3 separate regions of the Zea mays genome follow, and all the other regions are linked to region 3. A link is a contact called in public Hi-C data. All regions are on one chromosome and are shown on one strand. Each heading gives the region's core, a stretch centred on a gene start, on an enhancer-like site or on the middle of the called end of the contact. The rest is flanking DNA. Distances are from core to core; before and after follow the strand shown. Region 1 holds the start of LOC100275140. Region 2 holds the start of LOC100381425 (Cation efflux family protein). Region 3 holds the start of LOC100275783.

Evidence for each region. A called contact is a pair of places that touch in the nucleus more often than the background predicts.
Region 1: a Hi-C map of tassel shows a contact between it and region 3, with 2.9 times the contacts expected there. The contact joins the promoter of LOC100275140 here to the promoter of LOC100275783 in region 3. A contact is called at or near these places in 4 of 25 Hi-C or Micro-C datasets (bundle sheath, ear, leaf and 1 more).
Region 2: a Hi-C map of leaf shows a contact between it and region 3, with 4 times the contacts expected there. The contact joins the promoter of LOC100381425 here to the promoter of LOC100275783 in region 3. A contact is called at or near these places in 8 of 25 Hi-C or Micro-C datasets (bundle sheath, ear, leaf and 3 more).

Annotation. Positions count from the first base shown.
Region 1 is chr4:82,868,757-82,871,456 of Zm-B73-REFERENCE-NAM-5.0, forward strand. It overlaps LOC100275140, which reads right to left and starts at 1,300. Exons shown (of 3, transcript NM_001150506.2): 1 at 917-1,300. The coding sequence starts at 1,207.
Region 2 is chr4:82,122,551-82,125,453 of Zm-B73-REFERENCE-NAM-5.0, forward strand. LOC100381425 (Cation efflux family protein) reads right to left here and starts at 1,510. Exons shown (of 1, transcript NM_001174266.1): 1 at 1-1,510. The coding sequence starts at 1,449.
Region 3 is chr4:82,471,490-82,474,417 of Zm-B73-REFERENCE-NAM-5.0, forward strand. It overlaps LOC100275783, which reads left to right and starts at 1,658. Exons shown (of 7, transcript NM_001374082.1): 1 at 1,658-2,008; 2 at 2,613-2,756; 3 at 2,829-2,928. The coding sequence starts at 1,697. It overlaps AMADH1A (Aminoaldehyde dehydrogenase 1a), which reads left to right. Exons shown (of 15, transcript NM_001164335.1): 14 at 27-133; 15 at 210-438. The coding sequence ends at 300.

The DNA.
Region 1 (2,700 bases), core at 50-2,549, 400 kb after region 3:
CATGCTCCCTTCGACTTCAAATGCAGTTAATTTTGAGTTGTCTAAAGTCAAACTAACCTAAGTCAGATAAGTTTTTTAGAAACAACGTTATTAAATGAGTACTATTAAAAACACTGCTACCCTATGAAATCTAATTTTTAGAAGGAATATGAAATCTATTTTTATAGTTTACCTATTTGAGGTCGTAGATGTTAATACTTATTTTGTAATTGTTAATTTAGTTAAACTTATGGTTGTTTGGTTTAGAGAAAACCTAAATCTATTAGGTTTCAGGACAGAGGGATTACAATTCAGCCTATTCTTCACTTCCCCCAACAGATTCGCAAACATTCTTCACTTTCCCCAACAGATTCGTAATCATATATGGCCCTGATAGGGATGGAACGGATAAATATCAACCTTTTTTCTTTTTTCTTTGATTGCGAATAAATAGTATATAAAATCTGCTATGCAAAATGGTATTATCGTTTTTTAGCTATGAGCTTGTAAAGATTCATAAAATTTAAACCTCAAATTTATATCTTCTCAAATGAAAGATATAAAATTCCGATACAAATTCAGATATTTTTTCACCTTTTCGGTTGTGAGGAGCAAATAATACATAAAACAATTTATACAAAATTTTATTCTTATCTGTAATAATATGCTTGATAACATAAAAAAAGATTAACATAAAATTCCATACCTATCTATTTTAAAATATTAAATTTGTCTAACAATTCGGATACCCACTTTCATCCTTGCCCCTGAGATCTAAAAAGCACAAATCTAAACCAACATTGCAATAGTGACCATGGCACAGTTAACCGCTACGCAATCACCTACAGAAAATAAACTAAAGAAGATAGAGCCAGATTTAGTAAACAGGGCAAGAAAACCCATGCTCATGTGACGGATCAAGGAGGCGCGCGCCCACCGAGATGACGAGGATGGCGCGGAGGCCGCTGCCCCGCCTGGTCCACTCAAGCAGGTCCCGCGCGGAGTTCCGGGACGCCCCCCTCAGGCGCGGCGCGGCGTCGCAGGACGCCGCCCGGAGCCGCCGGAGCAGAGGCTCGTCCGGGTACCAGACGCCGTCGACGAAGCTGCGGAGGACGCCGGCGAGCGTGTCCTCCTCGCCGACGTCGACCTCGCGGGCGCCGGAGGGGGCCTCGCCGTTGGTGGCGGGCCTGGCAGAGGCGTCGGCGGGGGCGGGCCCGTCGACATCCATTGGCGGCAAGATGTGGGGACCGGGGAGGAGTCAATGCAACTGGGCACTGGCGTGGCGTACTGCCGTACTGGCGTCGCCGAGGGGAACAGGAACGGATGGGGATATGCGCTGTGCTGGATTTAACGAGGGGTTCGGGGACACGTGGCGGCTGGAGTAGCGCGATCATCGCCACGTAGGTGAGGGATGTATCCCGTGGGCCGACCTCCGCGAGCACCACGAATTCACTCTCCATCGACCATTCGAGCCTTGGAGTACTATTGGGTGTTGGGTACTTGGGTGTCCAGGGCCAGTTACCGGAACTAATTACTAGTTACCGGAACTAATTACTGCTAAAATAAGAAAGCTAATAAGTTAACGAATTTTTAACTAAATATCTAACTAGTTGTTTATCTGACTAATTAGTTAAATTCAGCTGAGTTTCTATCAATAGCAACTACTTCTTCACGTATCCTGTTAGTCGTCGTTTTGGACAAATTTTAAGTTAAATTTATAAAATTTTGACTATAAATAACCATTTTATTATGTAGTTTTGAAATATAATGTTTATATGCACCGATTTATCTTAACATGTACTTTTATAAAAACATCAATGTATTAAAAGTTTATTTGTATTTAAAAAAATATTGGTCAAAATTATATTTTAGAGACTCTGTCGCTGTTCTAAATAATAACTAATAGTACATCGAAGGGTGTAGCTCTATCTATCATCTAGAGTCATTGCTACACTCTCACTTGGATCAGGCTAAGTAGAATTATTTGGCAGAAACTACGTGTCCCGAAGTATGTGGTAGTGAACATCTTTGAATTTGGTGACGGCGACGTTGTAGCTCTCAAGTATCGACTCAAGCAATACTGGCATCTTCCAATTCGCCCATTTGTCAACTCAAATCAGAGATTGATAGGACCCTAAATGCATGGGTGTTTTGAGGGTTTTGTTATTGAAAGAGAAATAGCTTCCACTTTTTCTAATTGATTTTGGTGGTTGAATTGTCCAACACAAATAATTGAACTAACTAGTTTGCTCTAAGTTATGAGTTCTACAGGTGCCAAAGGTCCACAACAAACCAATAAAAAGACCGAAAAAGGATTTAAATATAGAAAGCTAAAGTCAGCCGAAGTGTGCCCTGGTCTGGCGCACTGGACTGTCCGGTGTGCCACCGGACAGTGTTTGGTGCACCAGGAATTTCAACTCCGAACTGCTCACCTTCGGGAATTCTGGAGGCCACTCCGCTATAATTCACCGGACTGTCCGGTGGCGCACCGGACTGTCCGGTGTGCCAGCGGAGCAACGGCTACTTCGCGCCAACGGTCGTCTGCAGAGAGCATTAAATGCGCTATAGTGCGCGCCAGAGTCAGAGCAGAGCCAGATGGCGCACCGGACACTGAACAGTGCTTGTCCGGTGCACCACCGGACTGTCCGGTGGCCCAGAAGACAGAAGCTCCAACGGTCGAAATCCAATGGTTTGGTGACGTGGCAGGCGCACCGGACAGTA
Region 2 (2,903 bases), core at 260-2,759, 350 kb before region 3:
GAACACCAATCCGATTATGTTTACAACAAGTCCACCTATCGAAACTGACAAAAGACTACTAGTTGATATTTCCCTAGGCTCAAGAATCCTCTCAAACGACTCCAACACAATCAGCACACCAACAAGAACCAAGAACACTGCATTGACATACCCTGACAGAACCTCAAACCTGCCCCTTCCAAAGTTGTACATCCCATTTGCAGGCAATCTCGCAATGTAGGACGCATAGAGACCAATTGCCAGTGCAGCACAATCAAACAACATATGGCAAGCATCAGAGATCAGCCCAAGACTATCACTCACAAACCCACAGCCAAATTCCACAAACATGTAGGCTGTATTGATCAATAGAAACACAGCAATCTTTCTCGACTTCCGCTCACTCAAGATATGCCTAACTGGACCCATGATTGCTTCAAAAACTGACTCTGAGATATCTTCAGTTCCATGCTCCACATATCCTGCAGGGATCAGCTCCCTGCTGGCGATCCACAAGAGGAACCCACAAATCAAGAATCCTGGTAAAGACAGCTTTGGGTAGTACAGCAGCTCCAGAACAAGAGTGCATAAGAACGTCAGTGCAAAATCCACACTCGGCCTACCGCCGCCGCTGCCATGCTCCTGCCGTCGCTCCAAAGCCATGCCAAAGAAGGCAGAGTTAAGCAGCAGCCACCAGACCGGGCCGATCGGCACTGCTCCATCAGGAGGACCATCGCCCGCATCGCTGGCACCGAAAAAGGAGAGACCCACAAGCGCTGGCACAGAGAGAAAGGCAGCAGCGAGAGCAAATGCCGCCGCCCGGGCGAGCCGAGTGCGTGTGGCATGCCGCGCCGCGGCCGATTGTTCGGTCGAGGAAAGGAAGCCAGCGGCGAAGGGGATCGCGAGGATCACGGAAGGGGAAGGGGAGATGCAGACAAGGGATAAGGCGGCGACGGCGGTGGAGATGACTCGGCGGCGGGAGGGCCGGCGCAGGGCGCGGGCGAGCAGGGAGCCCGCGGAGTCCGCGAGGACGAGGAGGCCCGGGGCGGGGAGGATGCGGAGGGCCACGAGCCGGAGGAGGATAGAAAGCGCGAGGAGGAAGGCCGGGCGGACGAGAGCGGGGAACCCGGGGAACGGGCGGTGAGGCTGGTGGGTCTTCCGGGAAGCGGCGGCGAAGTGGTGGAGGAGGAGGGCGGCGGCCGAGAGCAGCGCGAGGGGCGGGGAAAACGCGAGCGCGTGGGCCAGGGAGGGGAGCGCGCGCACGGCGGGCGCGAGGAGGAAGAGCGCGTGCAGCACGATTAGGCGGAGGAGCCCGTCGGCGTAGCGGGAGGACGGCGGGGCGGCGGAGGAAGGGAGTCCGCGGGCTTTCGACGGGGTCGGGAGCGGCGTGGAGGGGAAGCGGAAAGAGGGGTGCGCGGAGAGCCGCGGCGGCACGGCCAGCCGGAGGTGCGGCGCGTGGCGGCCGGACATGGGCGGCGGCGGCGGATCCGGAACGGAGGGCGGGGTGCCGGTGGCGGTGGACCGGGAGAGGAGAGGCGTGGACTGGTCACCACTGCCTCCGCCTCGCGGTACGGACTACAGTGATTGGTTTGGTTGGTTAGACGCTGGGCTGGGCTTGAATATTCAGATGTGCGAAGGACAGATAGATAGGCCCAAAGCCTGCTCCACGTTCTACTGGGCCATGCGGAATCTTTTCTGAAACAATCCAGGCATCTAAAAAATCAAATTACTCATATTAAGTCGTTGGTCCTTTCATAAAACTGAATCTCTACTACTTCTTAAAAGGGTAACAAGGGCGTCCACCACCGTCATCACCACGGCTCCGCCTCCCCCGCCGCTAATCTCGCGGCCGATCCGCGCCCGCCCCGTCCCCGCATCCCCGCAGCAGCCGTCACCAGCGGGGTCATCCATGGCATCGCGGGATCCACTCCCTCGCCCTCCCCCCGCTAATCTCGCGGCTGATCCGCGCCCGCCCCATCCCCGCATCTCGCAGCCGCAACCGCCCCACCCGCATCTCAGAACTGTAATCGATGCCACAACCGCCGCCCTTCGGCGATGCTCGGGTCCGAGCGGGAGGGACAATGGCAGAAGAGCGTCGTTCCCGACATCAAAGCGCGGTCTCGTACGACCCAGACCCGCGTCGCCCGCTGTCCTTCTCACCCGCACCTCCCGCTCACGACGCCTGGGTCTGAGCGGGAGGGACGACGACGGAGGAGCTCTGTTGTCGGCGTCTCCAGTGAGCCAGCGGGCAACGGCTATCCAGCGCCAACGGTCGACTTCAAAAGTACCTGCCACGTGAACAGTGCCGCGGTAGAAGTCAGAGCCGCGAAGTTAGAGGGCACCGGACTATCCGATGTGGCACCGGACTATCCGATGCCGCAAGAAGACAAAAGCCCCAACGGTCGAATTCGCTCCGAACCCTAACGGTTGGGTGATGTGGCGGCGCACCGGACTGTCCGGTGCGCCCATCGCCAGCAGCCTCCCCAACGGCTATGGAAGTGGTTGGGGGCTATAAATACCCCCCAACCACCTCATTCATATCCATCCAAGCATTCCAAACATTGCATTCAATACAAGAGCAAAAGACTCCACTCCAAGACACGTCAAATAGATTGGATCCTCTCCAAAGCCTCCAAATCAACTCAATTCTATTAGGGACTTGAGAGAGGGTTTTCTTGTGTTCTTTGTTGCTCTTGTTGCTTGGCTCGGACTTTTTCTTTTCCATTCTTATTCTCAAGTGCTTTTAAGCGAGACAAGAGACACCAAGTGTGTGGTGGTCCTTGTGGGGTCTTAGTGACCCGTGAGATTAAGCAAGAAGGCTCACTCGGTCTAAGTGACCGTTTGAGAGAGGGAAAGGGTTGAAATAAACCCGGTCTTTGTGACCTCCTCAACGGGGACTAGGTTCTTTGAACCGAACCTAGGTA
Region 3 (2,928 bases), core at 408-2,907:
CATCTCTAATGAAACTTGCGCAACAGGAGATTGACGCTGGATGCATCTGGGTAAACTGCTCGCAACCCTGCTTCTGCCAAGCTCCCTGGGGCGGGAACAAGCGCAGTGGATTTGGACGTGAGCTTGGAGAAGGGTGGGTAACATGGAACGACAACATTTCTAACAGATATTGCTATGGGATCTGAATGACACTGGCTGTTTATCTGTAGGGGCATTGATAACTACCTGAGCGTCAAGCAAGTCACGGAGTACATCTCTGATGAGCCGTGGGGATGGTACCAATCCCCCTCCAAGCTGTAAACTGGCAAGACGAAAATTTGTCTGTTTCGGTAGAATAAATATATCTCGATGCTATACAGAACGAACCCGTGTATCACATTGAATGACATGGTGAAAAAGGCACATCTGCAGGATAAAGGCGAGAGTTGAGTTGAAACCAAAAATTTTGGAACTGTGCCATTATAAGAGGTGGATTTTGTCAATGGGCCTTGTCTAGACTTCGTTATCAGCAAAGACAGATTTGCCCCTATCTTATCTGGACAGAATCCCGGCACGGGGTCCGTCATGAGCCCAAGACAAGAGCACGGCCGTTTATTGTCGGCGCACGGCCGTTTTTTGCGGCATATTTAGCCTGATGCTAGGTACTATCGGTATGGATAGCCTATCAAACCGAACCGAGCCCGTCCCCGTCGAACCTGTTTGTGGCCCAACCTTAGTTATGATATAGTCCATTATATATAAATATGACCGACTCGATCTCTCAATTTAAAGCTATTTTCTAGTTCTAAGGGGCCCAACGAAGAAGATTGGAGAGACTATAATTTTAGGATATGGGACGGGCTTGAACTGGTACGATCTAATAAAGGCATGACGTGGTTTAGAGTCGGACTGTATCACTGTTTTTTACACTTCGGACTGGCATGGTATAACCCAAAACTTTTTTGAATTTTCTTTGTCTGAACTCGTTTAGCTTGAAGCATGATGTGCTAGGTCTGGTTCAACTCAATTCCAAGCATTAGTCACATTAACGAAGAAGATTGGAGGGACTATAATTTTCTTTGTATTCAAAAATGAATATCAAGAAAGTTTTAGCCCCTCCATTCCTGTTTTCCCAAACATGTCCATAACATATTAAGTAACGTAAAATAAACTCTAACTTAATTAGAACACAACTTCAACAATATCCAGTTGGGATTGAACAAAAAGTTGTCATGCTTCCGACCGTGTCAGTTGGTTGGCCGCCAAGCCAGTGCAACCGTTACGTTCCAAACTTCCAACTCAAAGGCGTCAATCTCGTGGTCATGCTCTTGTGCAAGTGCAGCAAAGCACGGGTCACCGGATCCTTTCCAGCTCTCGGCCGCGGGCCGCCCGCTTGAAATAGAGCGCAGGCCACCTGCCGCCGGTGGCCCGTGCACTGCACCCGGGAGTACCTGCTCTACCGCGCCGGCGCGCCTTGCTCCGCCCTAGGCAAGCAACACGCACGCCGGTCGCTGGCGTGGCGGCGGCACTTAAAAAAAATCCTGCGAGCCCGTTCGGCGCGAGCCGAGTTTTCGCATTTGTCTCGACGCGGCCGCGCGATCTCTGGCGCTGCATCACGGGCCGGGGCCGCGAGCCACACACGGAGCAAGCAGCCAAGCGAGCGAAGCGAACAAAAAGCTCACGGGGGCCAGCTAAGCGCACGGACCGACGCCCGACGATGGCCGCTCTGCCGCGGCGGAGGCTCCTCCTCTTTCTCGCGCTGCTCCGTGTTCTAATCTGCGGAGCGGCGCCGTTCCGGGCGAGGGACCTGCTGCCGCTGCTGCCGCGGCGGATGGCGTGGCAGCTCATGGGCGCCACGGCCCACAGCGCCGTCGACCTGCTCCCGTCGTTCGTCGGCGCCGTGGCGCCGGGCGGGCCCGCGGCCGCCTGGCGCGGCGCGTGCTTCGACGAAAACCAGGCCGTGCTCGACCTCACCCCCGGCCGCAACGGGACCGCCGGGGGCCTCGGTGGCGCCGTCCTCCGCCTCAAGGTGAGGGATCCCTCACATATTACACACTCACTCGCATATTGCCCCCTTTGAACCCGCAACCTCATTTACTAGTGGTTTATCTCTTTCGATTCCACCCGGCCGGCCGTAGTCCTAGCTGACTCTAAATCCCAGACATATGGTGTATATATATATTTTTTGGATGAAATTCTGCCTTCCCGATCAATAGCAAAGCAAACACGTTGGGCTAGCTTGATTGTTGTGTGGATTTTGACCGAGACCCGTAAGAGAGACAAATGAATTTTGAATGCCTGAATAAAATAGCTAGCACAACAAGACAAACACGCATGTTTGGAACGCGGACAGAATGGCCATCGTAGGTTCCCCGACTGGTCGGTGGCAAACAGTAGAAATGCCAAATCGCCAGTCCGCACGTCCGCGTGTCACTCTGTCCTGCAGTCCACAAAAATATGAAAGCATGCATGATATTCCAAGGTCGTCCTGTTCTCGGTTTCTTCCTCTGTTGTACACTTGTCAATCTTAATTGGATGAACTGGGACTGCTACATTCGGTCGGTCAATAATATCCTTTACGGCAATTTCTATCTCACCAAAAGCGTTAATTAATTCCTTCCTTGTTGCTGTAGACTGCTTCGCCTCAGAGCTGGACATGCATGGACCTGTACGTGTTCGCAACGCCCTACAGGGTAGCCTGGGACTACTACATGAGGTCGAACGAGAACCACACCTTCGAGATCAAAGCGTGGGAGGACGCGGCAGAGATGGAATACGTACGTACGTATGGGTCGACTGTCTCTTTACGCTCAGACAGACAGCATGACTGTCTCTCTTTCTGCATGCAGGTAAAGCAGCACGGGATCGCCGTCTTCCTGATGCCATCTGGGATGCTTGGGACGCTGCTGTCCTTGGCCGACGTGGCGCCTTTGTTCTCCAACACCGGCT